Linked DNA regions of Mus musculus: region 2 is linked to region 1. The links are chromatin contacts, called in public promoter capture Hi-C maps. All regions are on one chromosome and are shown on one strand. The core of a region is the stretch at or near the end of the contact, and the rest is flanking DNA. Distances in the headings are between cores, read along the strand shown.

Region 1 (3,484 bases), core at 414-2,913:
GGCAGTGGTTTCATTCTTAAACTTTGCAGGAACGCTTAAGTGCAACCAGACATAGACGAGGTGTCAACCCCCTAAGTCTGGTTCAACCCTGCTCCACCTGAGTTCTCTAGGACAAGCACCTTTATTTGCTTTCACTCTGGTTCCCCCTCCCCCCACCCCACCCCCCACCCTCACAAAGACTGAATAGAGAACCTAAGAATCTGGAACTTACTCCAGGGACACACATGAGAACATAGATAACAAATTGAATGGCTGGTGATGTAATTCAATTAACTGATAAGAGTGCTTGCCTAGCATGTGTGAAGCCCTGGGTTACACAGTCAGCAATCAGTAACTGAGCATGGTGGCATATGCTTTTCATTTCGGTTCTTGGGAGAAGGCAGGAGGGCCAGACACTCAATAACACCTGCCATGTAGTGAGCTTGAGGCCAGCCTTAGACATAGGAGACTGCATTTCAGCAGAGAATGGTGCTTATATTTAGCATGTGCTTATATTTAGCATGACTGGGAGAGGATGCTAGAACCAAAGAATCTAAAAGTAGGCATCCTAAGGTCCTTGTAGGCCTTTCTATCAAATAAGAGATGAGAAAACTTAAGTGGAGTTAACTGTTTTACCCAAATTCTACGGGTCGAATAAAGGCTCCAAAAACAAGAAATAAAAGTAACTTATGCTTTGTGGTCCATGCAATCAAAATTGATTTTGGGGACGGAGTGTGTGTATGACACACTTACCCTTTTAACTTGAGGGGGTTAACATGCTAAGTACTCCAACAGTCAGCTAGCACCTTTATTTGCAACAGATGGATCTTATTCTCAAGAGGAGAGCATTACTATGACATGGGTGGTAAGTAAACCAACAAACACCTGTGAAAACTCATCAAAACATGGGTGTCAAACTGGTGACCTTCACCCTATATAAGTTTAATCGCATAAAAGTAATTTTTAAAGAAGCCGGAGAATGTCAACTTATTAACTGCAAACTCAGGGCTGTTGTTGGGACGGTGGTCCCAGCATTGGCACAAGGTAGCTGTAGGCGCCGTTTGGTTAGTATGACTTTACAGAGCGAATCTCCAGTCCCTAGAGGGATCCCTAGACTTAAGTGAACGTTTATCCTATTTACTCTCTTGGTTTCGTTTTTGAAAGAGTCCATCTGTTTCTAACTGGCGGCAATCCTCCTGCCTCTGCTCCTCGAGTGCTGAGCTTACAGACGCGCTTTACTGAGCCGGGCTAACGAGAGGCAGGTTGGCGCATCATAAAGCGCGCGGGAAACATCTCCCGCCCGCAAAGCGGTCGACCAGTCGTCGCCCTAGCCCGCGAGGACCGGAGGAGCAGCGCTTGACTGACAGCCGCCCGCCCCAACCCGCTCCATCACCCGGCCGCGCCCACCACGGAGACCCGGGCGAACTGACGACTCAGCCACCTGTCAGCCTCAAGTCCAGGAGGAAATTCTGGGAAAGCTGTTTCACCGCTCGCAGTCCGAACAACTTAATGATCTCCCGAATGGTGGGCAACGGGGGAAGGCGGAAAGTGCCGAGCTTCCCCGAGGCAGCCATGAGAGACCCACATACACAGCCACGCGCAGCGGCTGGAAAGGTGCACGGCGCGCAGGGGGTGGGACCTTGGAGAAGACTGCCCGCCTCTGAGGCCACCTGGTTGGATGGAGAAACCTGCCGGAAATGACGAAACTGACAGGAAGTCTGTATGTACTGGGAGCTCAGGACGCGTCAGGCCGAAAGCGGTGCAGGTTGGGAGAGGAGAGGGGGCGGAGGCTAGGAGGCGTGGTCTTTGTAACCTCTGGGAGGCTCCGCAGGCCTTTGACATTCCAAAGGCTTGACTTTTGATTTGTAGCAGGAAAGATGGTGATTGGTTGCTTGCTGTTTGTAGACTGGTTACCGCCCCACCCCCGTAGGCTAGATACTTTTTATTTCTTCGCGTCCATTACTTCTTTCAGAACTTAGTTCCATAGAGAACTATAGGCTTATTTAAGGTAAGCCTGCTGAAAACCGAGTTTAAGACTTAGACTTTAGAGCAAATGGCTGAATGCCAGCCCGTTAACAGCACCCCAGCTTTAACCAATAGCAAGAGACCAACTGACTCAAGTAAAGCAAAAAGCTAACCGTAACCAACTAAACTGTGTCTCTAGATAATTTCTCTTTTCTTGTCATTGAACAATGTCCATTTTCTGGCCGGAGTTGTTTGAAAGAATTCCAAGGGCTGCCTAATTTTAGAATGGTGAATGAAAGCCATTCTGGGTCTTTAAATATGCTGTAATTTTGTCTCTTGAGCTAAGCACTTTAAACTTCGAGAAGTGTTTTTGATACCACTTGTTACTATTTCATATTCCCTTTTAAATCTCTCAGGTGTAGTCTTGCGAAACAGGACACATATTGCTAACTTCCGATTAAAACAGGATCAAGAAAGCCCTGCGAGGCCACGAATTTCGTAAAGCTGGAAGTTCACAGATTCCAGCTGTAGTCTAGTGCATGCGCGGTGGCTGCTGTTTTTAAGCAATGCCAGCAAGGTCAGCATCAGGACCACTCTTTTAGCCTTTGAAGCTTTTTCTAAAAGCTCATTCATGCTGCAAGCATTGTGGTCTCTCCACTGCTCTCAGAGTGAACCATAAAGGGGTTGCTCTTTTAAAAAGCTCAACTAAAAGAAATGTGTGCCAGGTCTCACAACTGAGTGGTTTGGAATTATTCGCTCACTAATTGTTACCATACAGATTCGGGTAGATTTTATTATTACGTAGTGGTGAAAGTGAGACTTGGGGCGGTTCAGCCACTTTCCCACACTTCAGAGTGGAAACGGAAGGCTTACTCATCAGGCAGGGAATCCAATGGAGAAAGGCTATTTGAGGGTTAAAATCCAAGTACCAAGAGAAGACAAATAGGTTCTGTCTTCCTGTGATGTCTGAGAACACAAGAAAGAAATGAAAACTTTTAAAATATTTTTCATAAGTGGGAAGATTTTTACTTTTTTCCGTCTGATTTCACTTGGTTATAAGTGAATTACACATCGTTTATGGTTCTGGTAGTTTAAAAAAAAAAAAAAAAAAAAAGCTAATGTAAAACCAGACCACTCTGGGCCGTGTGGAGAAGTAAAAAGTCCACATATCCACTTTAGTGGTTGCTAGATCAGCAGAAACCATGGGCTGACTGATGTATCTCTTTTAGAAAGTGAGAATGTGGTGGCAATTCCCCAAAGTGTCATAAAAAAACTTTGATTTGATATTTGATTCAGAGATAATATTCTCCATAAAACACTATACCTAGAAGGTGTCTATTCAGGCAATTGGGCTTTGTTTGGATGGTTGGTAGGTTTTGTTTTGTTTGTTTTTTTACCTTTGTGTTCCTTTGGAAATGTTATTATTCCTATACTGCAGGGAAGAAATACCAGCAAGTACAGTCATTCAACCTACCCAGGGTCACCAGCAATGCATCTAGAGAAGATACCCCGAGTTCTTCACGTTTCAAGTTCCAAGTTC
Region 2 (3,433 bases), core at 885-3,384, 2.3 Mb after region 1:
TAGTACAAACTGTAGGTAGATAAATAGCTGTTATTTTGTTGTTTAGAAAATAATTTACAATCAGTACAGAGGCATTTTTTTCTTTTCAGATATTTTCAATCTGAAACTGGCTGAATGTGGGGATGGGAATGTGTGAAGAGAAAGGATTGATTGTATTAGCCTTATATAAGCCTCCTAGAACATAAATTCATATAATTATGTCTTACTGGGACAATCCTCTTAACAAGTACATGGATGTTTTCTTTTGGGGCTTAAAATGCTTTGATAAATATCTTTGCTGACGTGTCCCAGTCTGAATGGAGAATTTGTCCTTAGAAGCTGTTGGTCCTAAGGCTAGGGTTACTTTCAATTTTGATATTACCAAGTCAGTTATTTGAGCCATGATTTATCATTGTAAATAAATAATAACTTTTTCAAAGGGTTAAATAGGATATGGGCTTCCTGTCTAGAATACAGAAAGAAGGGTCTCAATGACTTCCCTGTTCCTGTCAGGAGAAGGACAACAGCCTGGACTGCCCAGATGGCTCAGCTGATAAGGACTCGGCAGCCACTGTCTCAGTTTGACCTCCAGGACCTACGTGGTGGAAGAAGAGAATAGACTCCTATAAGTTGTCCTCTGACTTCACACGTGCTATATGCATGTTCACACTCATAACTTGTATGTGTGTGTTAGGGTTCCTAGTGTGGTGATAAAATAAATCCTATGATAAGCAACTTGGTGAGGAAAGAGTTTATTTTGCTTACGCTCCTGTGTCAGACTCCATCATGGAAAGAAATCAGGGCAGAAACTCAGGTCAGGAACCTGAAGGCAGGAACTGATGCAGAGGCCATGGAGGGCAGCTGCTTACTGGTTTGTCCCCCAGGGCTTGATTAGCCTGCTTTCTTACAGCAACAAGGGCCACCAGCACAGATGTGGGCTGGGCGACATAGCTGGGCCTTCACACACCTTTAATAATCAAGAAAATACACCACAGGCATGACTGAAAGTCAATCTGGTGTTTTTTGTTTTTGTTTTCCCCTAGATGAGGTCCCCTACTTCTAACATGACTCTAGCCTTTGTCAAGTAGACATGACACTAGCTAGCAGTAACACACACACAGACACAAGAATATTTCCATGCCTGACTATAGCATTGATACACACAAACATCCACAGAAAACTCTGAATTACCACTTAAACACTATTTTTGGCTGTAACTTGCAAATTCTCTGGTCAGTAAAAAAAAACATTTTTTTTTCCCCAGTGCTGGGGTGCAAACACCTATGTGTCATTCTTTCTACCACCCCCAGTCCTAGAAGCTACAAATTTGACAGTAAAATTAAATATCAACTTCCTGGGATAAGAGAGTCGATTTTATTTGTCTAGAAGATGCATCCTTATTATAAACAACTGCATTAAACTATTGCACTGATTAAGGTAAATCTTCCAGTCTCATCTTTTGTGAAAGTCTCATCGATCAATTCAAACCATTCGTTTATTAATAAAACCCATACAGATCCAACTGCAGACAAACTACTCTCAATCAAAGATGTTATAATTCGGGCTTCTCTTTTAACTTAAGGAAACCTGTTGCGCCCTCAAACTTCTTGAGGCATTTTTAAACAATCCAAAGGGCAGAATTGGGTCATCTCAGGTGGAGTCCCCAAGCGTCCAGGCCCAGAAGCCCAGGCCAGATCACAGCCTCCGAGAAATCCCATGCAGCCTAGATGCAGGAAGCCATTGCTCGCCCTGGGCTGGCTTGTCCGTGTGGCGCTCGCAGTAGTCACCCCCAAGCACCCCGATCCCTCAGCAAGCCCCGCCGTGGGCCCGGGATCCCAGGCGGGTGGCTCCCGTCAGTTCCCGGGGATCACCGTTCTCCGGCTCGCAGAGAGCCGGGCCTGAGGCACAGCCCCCCTCGGCGCCGCGCCCAGCGAACGGCTCGGCGGCGGCGGCGACCAGGCCGCGACCCCGACGCCCGTCCGACCCCGCAGCCGCCGCTCCAGCCAGGGCCCTGCGCTCGGAGCCGCGGGCGGCGGGGTCGGGGCGGAGGCCGGGGCGGGCGAGGAGGCCGGGCTGCGGCCGAGGCCCCAGGCGCGCTTCCGCCGCGCACGCCGCGGTCCATGGGAGGCTTGGCCGGCGGGGGCGGGGGCCGCGCAGCCGGGACTTTCAGGAACTGCAGGCGCGGGCGGCGGCGGGAGTCGCCGAGCCGCGGGGGCCGGAGCGCCGAGAGCAGGACTGAGGCGGAGCCGCCGCGCCGGGCCGCAGCCACCGAACCGCAGACGGAGTCGACCTCCCCGCCCGCTTAGGGCCGAAGCTCCGCAGCACGGGAGACCAGCCGGCCCGCCGGGGCCGGGGAACCGCCCGCCATGGCCACCAAGGTGAGGGGCGCGCGGCGCAGGCCGGACCGGCCGTTCGGCTCCGCGGCGCCGTGGCGAGGCCGAAGCGCCCCGACGCGTCGCTCGCGAGCTCCCCCCACCCCTCACCCCGCGACCTCGGGCACCAGAGCGGGGTCACGCCGAGCGCTGGGGTCCGCTCCCCCTGGGCGGCGGCGGCTCCGCAAAGTTTGCACCTGAGCGGAGACGGGCGCCCCGGCACGCGGAGTTCCCGTAGCCCCGGAGCAGCGCGCGGGCCACTCGGACGCTGCCGCTCCGCACTGAGCCTGGCGCCTGCCTCCTTCCTCCGTACGGCAGCCCGGCGCTCGAGCCGGGCGGGGAGGACGCTGCAGCCTCCGGGAGTCACGCTCCCTCCGCGTCCACTGCCTTCCAGGCTCTCATTTTTTCCTTTTGGTTTTGGCTGGCTTTTTCTGTTTGAATGGGACGTTTTCGGAGCGAATAAAGTATCAAGAGGGAAATGACTGTGCTTTTAGATTACGTGTTTGCCGGCAGAAAAAAAAGAAAAAGAAAGAAAGAAAACATAAAAGGCCCAGGCCCCAACTGCTTAGTGGAACTTTGGTTCCTGCTTGGTAAATGGCCAGGAATCTTGGTTTGCTTATTTTTTTGTTATTGTTTGTGAAATTAGCAGTCCGTTTTTGCTATCTGAGTCTGCAAAAACAAAACAACAACAACAAAAATTAGTTTCTCCTGTTCCTTTTTCTTGTGCGGTTTCAGTAGTCACTTGGGAATGAAATAGCCACCGGGAAAAGCCTAAGCCTTGGAAGTGAGGACCTGGGGTGGGAGGCACCATAGGTGAACCTCTGATAGACCTGCGATGTGCGGGTAGCAGACAGACTGGTACTCGGAGCTTTGATTATGTCACCTTTACAAACAGCGTGCCTTTTCCAGATTTATTTTTGACACGTCTAAGCTACTTCTGGCTTGATGAAAACTTTTTTTTTTTTTTAAAGATGGGTGTTTATAGAAGGTATAGGAAAGTGTTAAGGAATTTGGAAGGTCAGAAGTGCCTGATTTCATTTAGTCTGTTGAAGTTGGGGCCCAGAAAAATTCATTTTCTCTGT

What was found. Promoter capture Hi-C pulls out the DNA fragments that hold promoters and counts their contacts.
Region 2: a promoter capture Hi-C map of liver shows a contact between it and region 1, with 7 times the contacts expected there. The contact joins the promoter of Snx9 here to the promoter of 1700102H20Rik in region 1. A contact is called at or near these places in 2 of 39 promoter capture datasets (cranial neural crest and liver) and 1 of 9 other capture datasets (adipose tissue).

Annotation. Positions count from the first base shown.
Region 1 is chr17:3,556,161-3,559,644 of GRCm38.p6, forward strand. 1700102H20Rik (RIKEN cDNA 1700102H20 gene) reads left to right here and starts at 1,664. Exons shown (of 2, transcript NR_045303.1): 1 at 1,664-1,744; 2 at 3,383-3,484. It overlaps Tfb1m (transcription factor B1, mitochondrial), which reads right to left and starts at 1,595. Exons shown (of 7, transcript NM_146074.3): 1 at 1,421-1,595. The coding sequence starts at 1,553.
Region 2 is chr17:5,839,190-5,842,622 of GRCm38.p6, forward strand. It overlaps Snx9 (sorting nexin 9), which reads left to right and starts at 2,135. Exons shown (of 18, transcript NM_025664.6): 1 at 2,135-2,357. The coding sequence starts at 2,346.